Linked DNA regions of Gossypium hirsutum: region 1 is linked to region 2. A link is a contact called in public Hi-C data. All regions are on one chromosome and are shown on one strand. The core of a region is the stretch at or near the end of the contact, and the rest is flanking DNA. Distances in the headings are between cores, read along the strand shown. Region 1 has its middle 17 kb from the start of LOC107950327. Region 2 holds the start of LOC121207706 (U-box domain-containing protein 14).

Region 1 (5,622 bases), core at 1,617-4,116, 75 kb after region 2:
ACAACTGGTTCTAAATTTGATCGACTGATTAAGTGCACCTCTGATTTTGTTTGACTGATGTATGACAATTTGTAAGTTGTGTACATTGTTTCTGTGAGTCTGTTAGTGGTCTGTTCGCATGCATACATCTGCATAAAATTCTAGGTTTGGTTGCGAAAGAGAAGGAAGTATGATCTGATTTGGCAGTTTCAACTGCAATACATTTGTATATTGGTTTACTGCACTATACTATACATATGTCAGCTCAGCTGCGTATTGTAATTTGAGTGGCTTAGTTCCATGTATATGGTGTGTAAGGTGGATGGGCCTTTCAAGGTCCTATGTGGTGTGCATGGTTGGTTGGGCTTGATTAGCTCATATGTGGTGTGCAGGGTGGTTGAAGAGGTGTTCGGTTGGTGGGCTGGGTTTTTGACTTGTTGCATTTATACGCATATGATTATATGTCTTATTACATGTAACTGATTGTACGAGTATTGATGTTAGTGATATGATACTTAGGAATGATGTGTTTATGATGATACGTGTTTTGGTGTGTTTTACTATCGACTTATTGATGGGTTTTTCGGTTGATTTGTGTTCATATTCTGTTTCTGGAGTATTTGTCTTATTGTTTCGCTTTTCGTCGTTTGTTGTGTTTCAGACTTATACTAAGCTCGTGTAGCTCACCCCTTAGTTTTCCCCATTCAGGTACTTTCGTATTCTGACGCTGGACTCGACATATCGGAGGTCTCGGATTGATGCGTTATAAATCAGGCTAATAAAATCTTTTTTTGAATACTTTGATTTGTAAATTATTTTGGACTGTAAAACTCTATAGGGACTATGATACATTTCTAATTTGAGTTTTCGTAAATTGTTTTCTTTGGTCTGAAATCTAGAACCTACAGAACTTATTTTTGAATGCTTTTGACGTAATAAAAAAATTTTCTGTTTTGAATCCTAAAGGGCTAAACTGTTTAGTTTGAATCAAGCAAACTGCATTTGAAATGAGATTTTGATAATTCGTTTTATCTAAGCTCCATGTAACCTCGGTGATCCATGTAACCTCCAGGGTTTGGTCTAAGCTTCTAGGACAAGTTTTGGGGTGTTACACAGGAAAACTCGAGTTTTTACAAATTTCAGACATCGAAAAATATGACTGTCTGTGCCACACGGTCGTGTGCCAGGCCATGTGTTGGTCGTGCAATACACTGTTTACCAAATATGAGCCACACGACCAAGGGACACAGGCGCGTGTCTAGGCCGTGTGTCGGCATGTTAGTGCAAGGTGTACACATGCCAAAGACAAGGTCATGTTTCTAGGCCGTATATCTCACTGAGTAAAAGATAAGGATCACACGGGCCAGAGACATAGGCGTGTGTCCAGGCCGTATGACTCACTGTTTGTGATTTAGAACCATACGGACAAACAACACGGACATGTGTCAGGCCATTTAAGAGACACGACTGGGCACACGAGCATGTGGTGCCACACGGGCGTGTAGGTCAGATTTGTAATTCATCTTTAAGGCCGTGAGCATTGTTTAATGCAAACGTAGGCCCTCCATAGTATACTTATGATCTAAATTAGATCGTATGAGTGCTACTTGAAAATCTGAGACTGAGATATTGATTACGCAAATGTATATTGACTATGATGCCTGTTGATGATATTGATCTGTACCACCTAACTATGAATTGAATCTGAACGACTATGTGTACATTTTTTACATCTATAACTGCATTTGCATTGGGTGAGAATTATGTAAAGAAGGAAGTGATTTATTTTGATTCAATGGCTAAGCCACGACTTATATGTGAATTTGTTGTGTATTCGCCTATTGATCTGGTAGTTAACCTACAAATATTCTAGAAAGTGTTGTATCGACACTAAGTGGTGTGTAGGGATGAATCGATATTTAATACCCTATATCGTGTGTTAGGATGGTCGAAGATAGTGGGTAGCGAATAGGGGTAGGAATGACTGCATCTGTTTCTGATATGTTCTGTATCTGAATTAGAATTGTTCTGCCATATAACTGATACGTTAAATCTGTACTGAATACTCTCTGATTCCGATTGGACTTGAGATCCAAGAATTTATTATTATAAATGTGCTTTAGTTGAATCTATTCCTATTATACTTGGAGTTCACAACTCATTTGTTGTTAACTGATTTTCAGGTAATTCACAGTCTTGATCGAGTTGGGGTGACGGAAGCTCGGTCAATCTGCTTTATCACCCCGTTATTATAGTGTTAAACGTTTCAATACTCCTTAGTAGTACAACTTCTAGATTGTTGAATGATCGATTGATTTCTTTTTATTACTGTTATTAATTGTCGAATAGTTTTATGTTATTTTTGTTTATAAGAAGGTGGGTTTTACTAGTGGCGTCAATATAACTTTCCAGACTTGACCTTTGAAGCTTAGACCGGGTGTGGGGTGTTACAATATTTTATATAATTTATCATAATAATTCAGTTTTTAAAAATATAAATGGTTTATATCATTTTTATTTATTTATTTCTTGTGTGAAATATTATAATTTTATATAAAATGTTACGCATTAATTTTCTTTTTTGAAATTAAACGTTACACATTAATAATTCGTTTAAAGTATATATTTATATATTATGACCATTTAATTTTCATAATGACATGCTTTAGTTATGTTAAATTTCTTGTGTCATGATTTACACGGTAACTCATTTAGCTGAATTTACACAGTTACAAGCTTTTTAAATGTTCAGTATATTAATTGTAGTTTTGATCATTTATATTATTTATAAAGTTTTAAGGCATCATCAACTCAACATAGTTTTGATTCACAGTGTGAAATTATAGTGGATTAGTTGACCAAACTTGGGCTTGAAATCCTTGAATAAGGCCCCCATTTATAAATGGTCTAAGCCCACGGGCCTAGTAAGTCACTCCGCCAATGATAGATCCTACAAGAGTATAAAAATTGTTTTGTAATTCTTTAATTGAAAAAATCTGGTAAAAGTATCCTAGAGGTATGTATTAGGAGTCAAATTGTATGTTTTCCTCTCTATTTAAACAAATTAGATGAAATAGTAAATTAGTCATTTTTGTTAAAAATTTTACATACTTGTGTTGTAAAAACTAGCGTGCCTAACCAAATAATTATACAATGACACGTGGCATGCCACATGCACATGCACATCATGTTGAGATATAGAGATCAGTTTTTAAAAGTATAAATAGATGAATTTTTTAATAGAAATAACGAATTTATTTTTTGATCTAATGTACACAAATACTAATTTGTCCATTTTTTAAATAGAGGAGATAAAATGTAACCTAACTCCTACTACAAGGGCTTTTATGATACTTTTATCATAAAACTCTTTTATTAGAATTATTAACATTTGAGTATGTTTCTTAGATGTAAGTTAACATGAAATGCTTGATTGATTGTAAATCAATCAAATCCTTATTATATTTGCATTTTGTTCACATTATATAACATTCCACCCGCAATCTCACATTTTCAAACAATACCATAATGTTGAAATAGAGAGTATAAATTCAATACCATACATTTTTTTAGGTTATTTCAAATTACGGGCAAAACTAAAAAATTTGAATAAATTTTCTATTTATTTTTATTATTTCAAATAATTTCGTATTTGAAAAAAAAATTTCAAGTACAATTAAAAACAAAAATCTCCCTTTCTGTTAATAATGAAACCATAGATGTATTTAAAATTATAATTATTATATGCACTAAGAATTTATTTATTGGTATGTTAATTATAATTATAATTATGATCACTAAATTATGGCTAGTGAAGCAATTATTTTTCATGATTATTGTAATTACGATTTATAAAATTATTTCAACACTTATTGAAATATAAGTAGTAATAAATTATTATGGTTAATATGTTATATAAACACTTAAAAGAAAGAGAGGAAAAATTCTGCAAATGTATGATAAAATATTTGCTTACACGGTTATAGTTTTAAACAGACGTCATCAAACATCTTCACCAAATCTCTTTCAAGGGTCGAACAACGTTCTTAATATTGAAATTAGGGTGCTCCCACTCCACTGCTTCCCACCAATCTATTGGATACACTTGGATTCTCTGGAGAGAATTAGAAGGAGATAGTTTTCCTTCATCATCAATCTCAAGCTGTGGAAGATATAGAGGAATCCGCTTTAGCTTTGGACAATAACTTATTGTAATGGATTGGAGAGAATCACAACCCATTACTCCATTTTCACTACAAATGCGCTGCAATTGTACCAGTTTCCCCAATCTTTTTTTCTCGGATTCTGTTATTATTTCTTCCAATTCACTGCAATACCTAACATCCATCACTTCCAGGTTGCTTAGAACCCAATCAGCTGAAAACAATTTCTTAATTTTGTCGCAATTCCATAGAGTGATCTCTTTGAGGGAGGAAAATCTGTCGACTGATGATTCTCCAGCTCCAACTTCAACTATGACTTTCAAATTCTCTAACTCAATTAGATCCAGAGACTCGAGTTTTGAAGCTGATCACAGTGGGATGAAATTACAGATTCCAACTCACTACAACCACGAAGTTCACATTTTTTCAAATCAGTTGCATCCCTCAATCCAATATCGTTTATACTTCTCACACCCCTGCACTCTAGTACACTTAATTCCTTGATGCCGTATGGAAGTATAATTTCATCTCCAACATCAGTTTTAATCCCTTTAAATCTAACAACATTACTAAATACCAGGGGACGAACAGAGGTGATTTCAGAAACCAAATGGAGAGTTTATAAAGCGTTTTTCTCTTACTTGCAAACGTGTTCAAGCCACACACGTTATGGAACCAGTCCTCAAAAACCTCCAACTTATTCAATTCCCTCAACTCTTCTGCGCTTTCCAATTTAAAATGAACTGCCCAATACTGAAGCCGGCATAGTTTTGAGAGTGTTCCAGTAGGAATCCCCGTTAGACGAATGGTACGTTTAAGATTGAGATATCTAAGATTCACCAACATTTCCAAACCTTGAGGGATTTTCTCGATTCCACTGCCTCCAAGATCCAATTTCTTCAAAGCTTGAAGTTTCGATAAACAAGGCAAACTCCTTAAATTCCAACATCCTCTAAGTAACAATACTGTTTCTCCAAACTAGAAATAGAATTAGGCAAACTCTCCAAATAATTGCGTGAAAGATCAATAATCTCAAGGTTAGGAAAGTGCTCAAAGAAAAGATTCTGGAATTTCTTTCAATTCATTCCATGAGAGCAACAATGCTGTCAGCTTCGGAAATTTCAGGCATTTCATGGTTTGAGGAATTGTTGAGATGGAATTGCACATTAAAGAAACCTTCTCCAAATCTTCACCCCATTCCTCCATGTTTGGCACCTCTTCCAACTGCATACCAGCTTTTACCAGAAATCTTTTCCTTGTGATATGCAATGCCATATCTCTAACAAGATCATGCATTTTTATACATGACCTATCTTGAACCCTTTCTAGCAAACAGTTTTCTTCAAGCTTTTGCAAAATGGAATGACCGCTACCCTCCATTGCTTTTCTACTTCCCATTCCATCTATAAGCCCTTCTTCCATCCACTTTTCAATGATCTCATCTTTATCGATTACATCATCTTCAGGATATAATGCACAA
Region 2 (5,171 bases), core at 2,249-4,748:
CAAGATACTTCCAGCTTTTCTTTTTGCCCTGTCGGTGCCAGTTTCAGACAGGTCCTTTAATGCCTCCTCTGCACCGAAATCCTTGGCTATTTTTAATTGTTCTAAGTTACTGGTGCAAAGTGACCAGAGTATGGCGGCGGCATTCTCCCGGTTACGTGGAGAACCAGTCCGTATGACTTCTAGTAAAACAGGAATCGGGTCAGCCTGACCGATTGCCGCCCTCCCTTCATGATGGCTTGCAAGAATGGCAAGAATCGCCAATGCTTCATCCACCATCCCACCTCCAGCATCCTTCAACAGTCTCATCAATGGTGGCACAATACCAGCCCTAACAGCCCTTGCCTTGTTTCCTTGGTAGATCGAAAGATTGAAAATGGCAGTAGCGGCATCTTTCTTTCCTCTTGGAGACCCTTCACAAAGCAGCTTTATAAGGGCAGGAATAGCCCCAGCAGCACCTATCGCTACCTTGTTCTCATCTATAACAGATAAGCTGAAAAGGGTAGCGGCAGCATTTTCTCTAGCTTCCATGCTGCCATTTTTCAACACATCAACTATATCGGGTATAGCTCCTGCGTTAACGATGGTTCCCTTGTTACTGTCATTAATGGAAAGGTTGAGAAGAGCTGTCACAGCATGCTCCTGGGTTCGAGGATCTGTGGAAGACAATAACTCGACAAGAAGTGGTATGGCTCCTGCCTCAGCAATACACACCCTATTATCCGCATTTCTTTTTGCCAATAGCCGGAGTTCACCAGCAGCTGCTCTTTGTTGTTCTGAATTTCCATTTGCCAGTTTTTCCAACAAAGTGATGATAGCAGTACGATCACAGTCCGAAGCACTGCTACCTGCTTTTCTGCTTCTACAAGTCCCCTGTTTCTTAGGCAGCTCAACACCATTGCTCTCGCACCACAAAGCTATGAGACTTTTTAGGACATAGTTTGGCGTAAGGGCAGTGTGCAATAGTGTCTGCTGTGTTTTCGGACACGTCTTGTGCCCAGCATCCAACCATTTCTGAATACAGGATCTTTCATATGTCTGTAAAAGAAAGCAAAATACTTCAGAATATCGAACCAACAAGGTCAGAATAATTGAGTGTTTATTGTTTAATCATAAAAAAGAAAAAGAAGTTACGGGTGCATTTTGCCAATTAACCTGTCCAGTGGAGACAATTACAGGGTCTTTCATCAACTCGAGAGATATTGGACACCGGAAATCATCTGGGATAACAGGTGACCTGTGTTTCATCAAGCCCTTTTCACCCTCAGAGGTGTCAGCTTCAGGATTTTCAGTGAGGACAAAATCTTTAAGCTTCTTGAGCAGTGATGCCATCTCCTCAATGCGCTCTCCCGGATCTTCACCACTTGCAATAACCAGTTCGTGGAGAGCAACAGACTCTTTCGTTAGATCATTGATTGTCCTTAGCTGCAACTTATCTGAAAGCCTTTTGAGAATTGCAGGGTCAGGATCTTTTTCTTTCTGCACTATCGCTAAATCATGTTCTAGTTGTAAATCTGGTGACTCCGGTCTTCCTTTTGCTCTTCTGAATTGTGCATGAACAAGTTCAATCTGATAAGAAAGAGAACAGGTCATACAAGTTATCAAAGTCCGCATATTATCAATCTATTATATGCATTTGCCAATTCTTTCCCCTCTCTTTATATGCAAAAGTTCAATGAGACGAATACCAAGAACGAGTCATTCAAGCCACCAATCATTTGGGAACATTTCAAACAAAAGAAATAGTACCAGTTCTAGTAAGTTTTTTTGAAGAATAGTACCTGTTCCCGGACTTCTTCCGATATATCAAGTTTATCATAAGGGATTTCGCTCAAAGCTGCTTCAATGGTTTCCGTCATTTGCTGGAACTTATACGCTACCTGATCCTTTTGCAGGGCCTGCGAAAAGTAATGCAGAACTCAATGAATAACTACTACATGAACATAAAGGTATTTGCGAAATATAACGAGGATAATTAGCAGCAAAAATGATCGTTTGAAAGAGCCGAAAAGATCAAGCTTATTTCTACAGATCTTGAAGAAAAAAGATGAGCATATGACATTCTAAAACTCGGGGCCTTTACAAGTTTACATATAGACTAAATATGTGCCAAAAAGAATGAAAACGAGGACCAGTTTCATTTTATTCAGCTCCAAGGTAAACAGATTTGAGACTTCCATTGATAACCTCAAAAATAAGTTTCCAAAACTGATAAAGTTCATCAGAAACTAAACACTCGAAAGGCCAAAACTCATACAGTCAGATTCATTGATAGAACCTACACCAAACACCAATGCCGAAAACACAAGCTTTGAAGAAATCTCGTTGTGTATAACATTTTTTATCACATAATATAACCCAGGGAATTATAATATCAAATCTGCAGACCTTATTAAATTAAAAAGAAAATGAAAGAAAATTTGCAAAGAAAATGCAGGAAGTCATGATAAGATGGTTCTTTCTCATTTTGAAGGAAACATCAATATAGCAGATTAACAATTATGCTGCAAGCTTTCCAATATAACTTTATGATGATAGAATTATATTTTGTAATTGATCTCTTAATTGGGTGATTGGAAGAACTCATTTTTAGTTCCTAGAAAAGAAGTATATATATACATATGATAAGTTTTAATCTTCCATTAGATATGATAATTGATAAGAGATTTTTTCTTGCTCCTCCAAATTTCTTAGAAATAATAGCAATAACATGAATTTCCCAACACAATCAATTTTACATGATTCAGAAAATCAGCTCTTTCTTTTTTTTCCACCTAACACTAAATTTTCTCAGGAACCAAACAAAAAGTTCTGACTTTTTTTTTTCTCTTCAACCAACATCACATGGCACCAAAAACAGACCCAAAGTTTTCCCCTTTTTTCCATTTACTTTTTTTTCAACAACCAGACAGAGAATTAACAACGAAAAAGGAAATTTTAAAAAAATTTACCTGATACAACTTGCTTCCTTCATTAATCGATTGAAGAAGCTTTTTGGTAGAATCCAAAGCAGATTTCAGTAGCTCAAACCCTTTAATCTCTTCAATTTTGACCATCGACTCCTCATTTCCGTCTCTCAATTCTTCAAACAAAGGGCTCAACAACTTGATTCTACGAACCAAAGTCCCATGCGTTTTTTTACACGAGTTTCTACACTCTGGTAAACCAGATATCTCCTTCACCAACTCAGCTAGTTGACACAGCAATTGGCCCTTTGAATCACCTGTGAGTCCCATGATCATTCAAACACAGCAATATTTCTTCTTTTTTTCAAAGAATTCCCAAATAAAAGGGAAAGTTTTGATCTTTTGGGGAAAATAAAAGGCACCAAGAATAAGGAATTCAGTTAAATGACATGGGTAATTTTGGGATTCAAGAAAGGGAAGCCATGGAAGCTGGGAAATTGAAGCTGGTTCTTGTTAGAACAAAGAAAAAGGGAAATTTTGAGAGAGGTTTAATAATGAGGGGGAAATTAAAGATTGTTATTCTTTTTCTTTTTTTAAATATAATTGTGACAATTGACCAAATATATGTATATAATTGTGACAAGGATTGATTTCAATTAATTGAGAATGAGAATAATTAAATATTTATTTACTTGGTCCAACTCTTTATTTTTTTTCTTGAGTAGTTAAGAAAGGTTAACAAGATGTGACCATTTTCACAAAATCATAATTATTGTTTTTTTAGGGTTTTTGGAAGAAAAAAATAAATGTAAATTAAATTATTAAATTTTTTTAATTATTTATAATTATTTTTAACCCATAAATAAAAAGATAATACATTTCAAGATAATTAAATTTATATTTACTTACATTAATAATAATGTCCATGCAAAAATATATACTTACACTAATTAATTATTTTTATTTTAAAATTTGTATTTTAATTAGATTAATGTCAGCATAAAATCAACTAAGTCAAAAGCATTTTACGTCAAAACTCACTCAATTTATTATTTTAATATAATCAATATTCTAAAATGGAAGCCAAAAATATTGATTATAATAATTCAATTAAAATATCTTTGAATATAAATTGACATTTTCAATAACTTCTTAACTTATAAATAGAAATAAGTTTTTTTTATTTAAATATTTTAAGCTTTTGATATATGAAATTTAAGTATATAAATAAAGGATAATTATTTGATTCATTAACGGATAAAATTTTGTCACGTGTTTTATTTATTTTTTAATTTTTTAAAAATTAAGATAAATCTTAAAATTATGCACGAACTATGGTTTAATGTGTAATTGTGTATATAAACTTCGGTTTTATGTAATTTTATACATAAAATTTTGATTTAATCTAATTTTTGTAAATTATTAATGCAATTATTAATATAACATCATTTTATGTTTATATATTGCATACATAAATAATTATATTTATCCAATATAAAAATAAATTGATGTATTTATTTCTTTAAATGTGCATGATTAAATAAAAATTAAAGTTTCGAGTATATATTTGAATCACAACTAGAGTTTCACGTGTATAATTACACTAAATTAAAATTAATGTATACAAATACATATTAAATCAAAATTCATGAATAATTTTGAGATTTATCTCGCCTTCAACATTGACATTTTTTTTTTGTCAATATAACTTTTTTTTTAGAAAAAGAGTTAAATCTTTTTTCAATTAAAATGCTTACTAAAATATTATTTTTTAACGATGTTGGTGTGACAACCTGCGTGGCAATTTATGTGTATTTCATGTTGACATGTTGTTATTTATCTTGTATGACATGTTAACAAATAATTTAAATTTTATAAAAGAAAATAAAAAATAAAATAAAATAAAAAGTTTATACAAATTTCGTGAATCGTCATGCGTGCTACTATGTTTAAAATTTTAAAGTCTTAATCAATATGTTGATTAAAAAAACAACAATTCAACTATTTTAAAAGGTTGATAGTAAACACGACTTTTTAAAAAAAAGTTGAAGATTAAAATTTAACTTAAAAATTAAATTAAAAATAAAAAAAATAAAATTTAAATTTATAATTGTATGTAAAAATTTCAACCGTTAATGTATGGAATAATTGTTTGGCAAAATAATAATAATTTGAAGAAAAGAAAAAAGGATATATGAGTCCGAATAATAATGAGTTGGCTTAGGCCCTTTGCCATTTCTTTACAACTACAAATAAGTTGTCGGCTTC

The links. A called contact is a pair of places that touch in the nucleus more often than the background predicts.
Region 1: a Hi-C map of leaf shows a contact between it and region 2, with 1.4 times the contacts expected there. The contact joins the enhancer-like site here to the promoter of LOC121207706 in region 2. A contact is called at or near these places in 9 of 34 Hi-C or Micro-C datasets (leaf, petal and seedling).

The regions. Positions count from the first base shown.
Region 1 is chrA10:110,745,340-110,750,961 of Gossypium_hirsutum_v2.1, forward strand. It overlaps the pseudogene LOC107934540. Among protein-coding and RNA genes, the nearest start is that of LOC107950327, 17 kb to the right of the region's middle. Within about 2 kb of position 2,867, at least 8 of the 9 cell types and tissues checked have an H3K27ac peak or open chromatin away from gene starts, as enhancers often do. A contact at or near this core is called in leaf, where this site is marked.
Region 2 is chrA10:110,670,039-110,675,209 of Gossypium_hirsutum_v2.1, forward strand. LOC121207706 (U-box domain-containing protein 14) reads right to left here and starts at 3,499. Exons shown (of 4, transcript XM_041078077.1): 1 at 2,949-3,499; 2 at 1,779-1,895; 3 at 1,153-1,566; 4 at 1-1,035. The coding sequence starts at 3,239.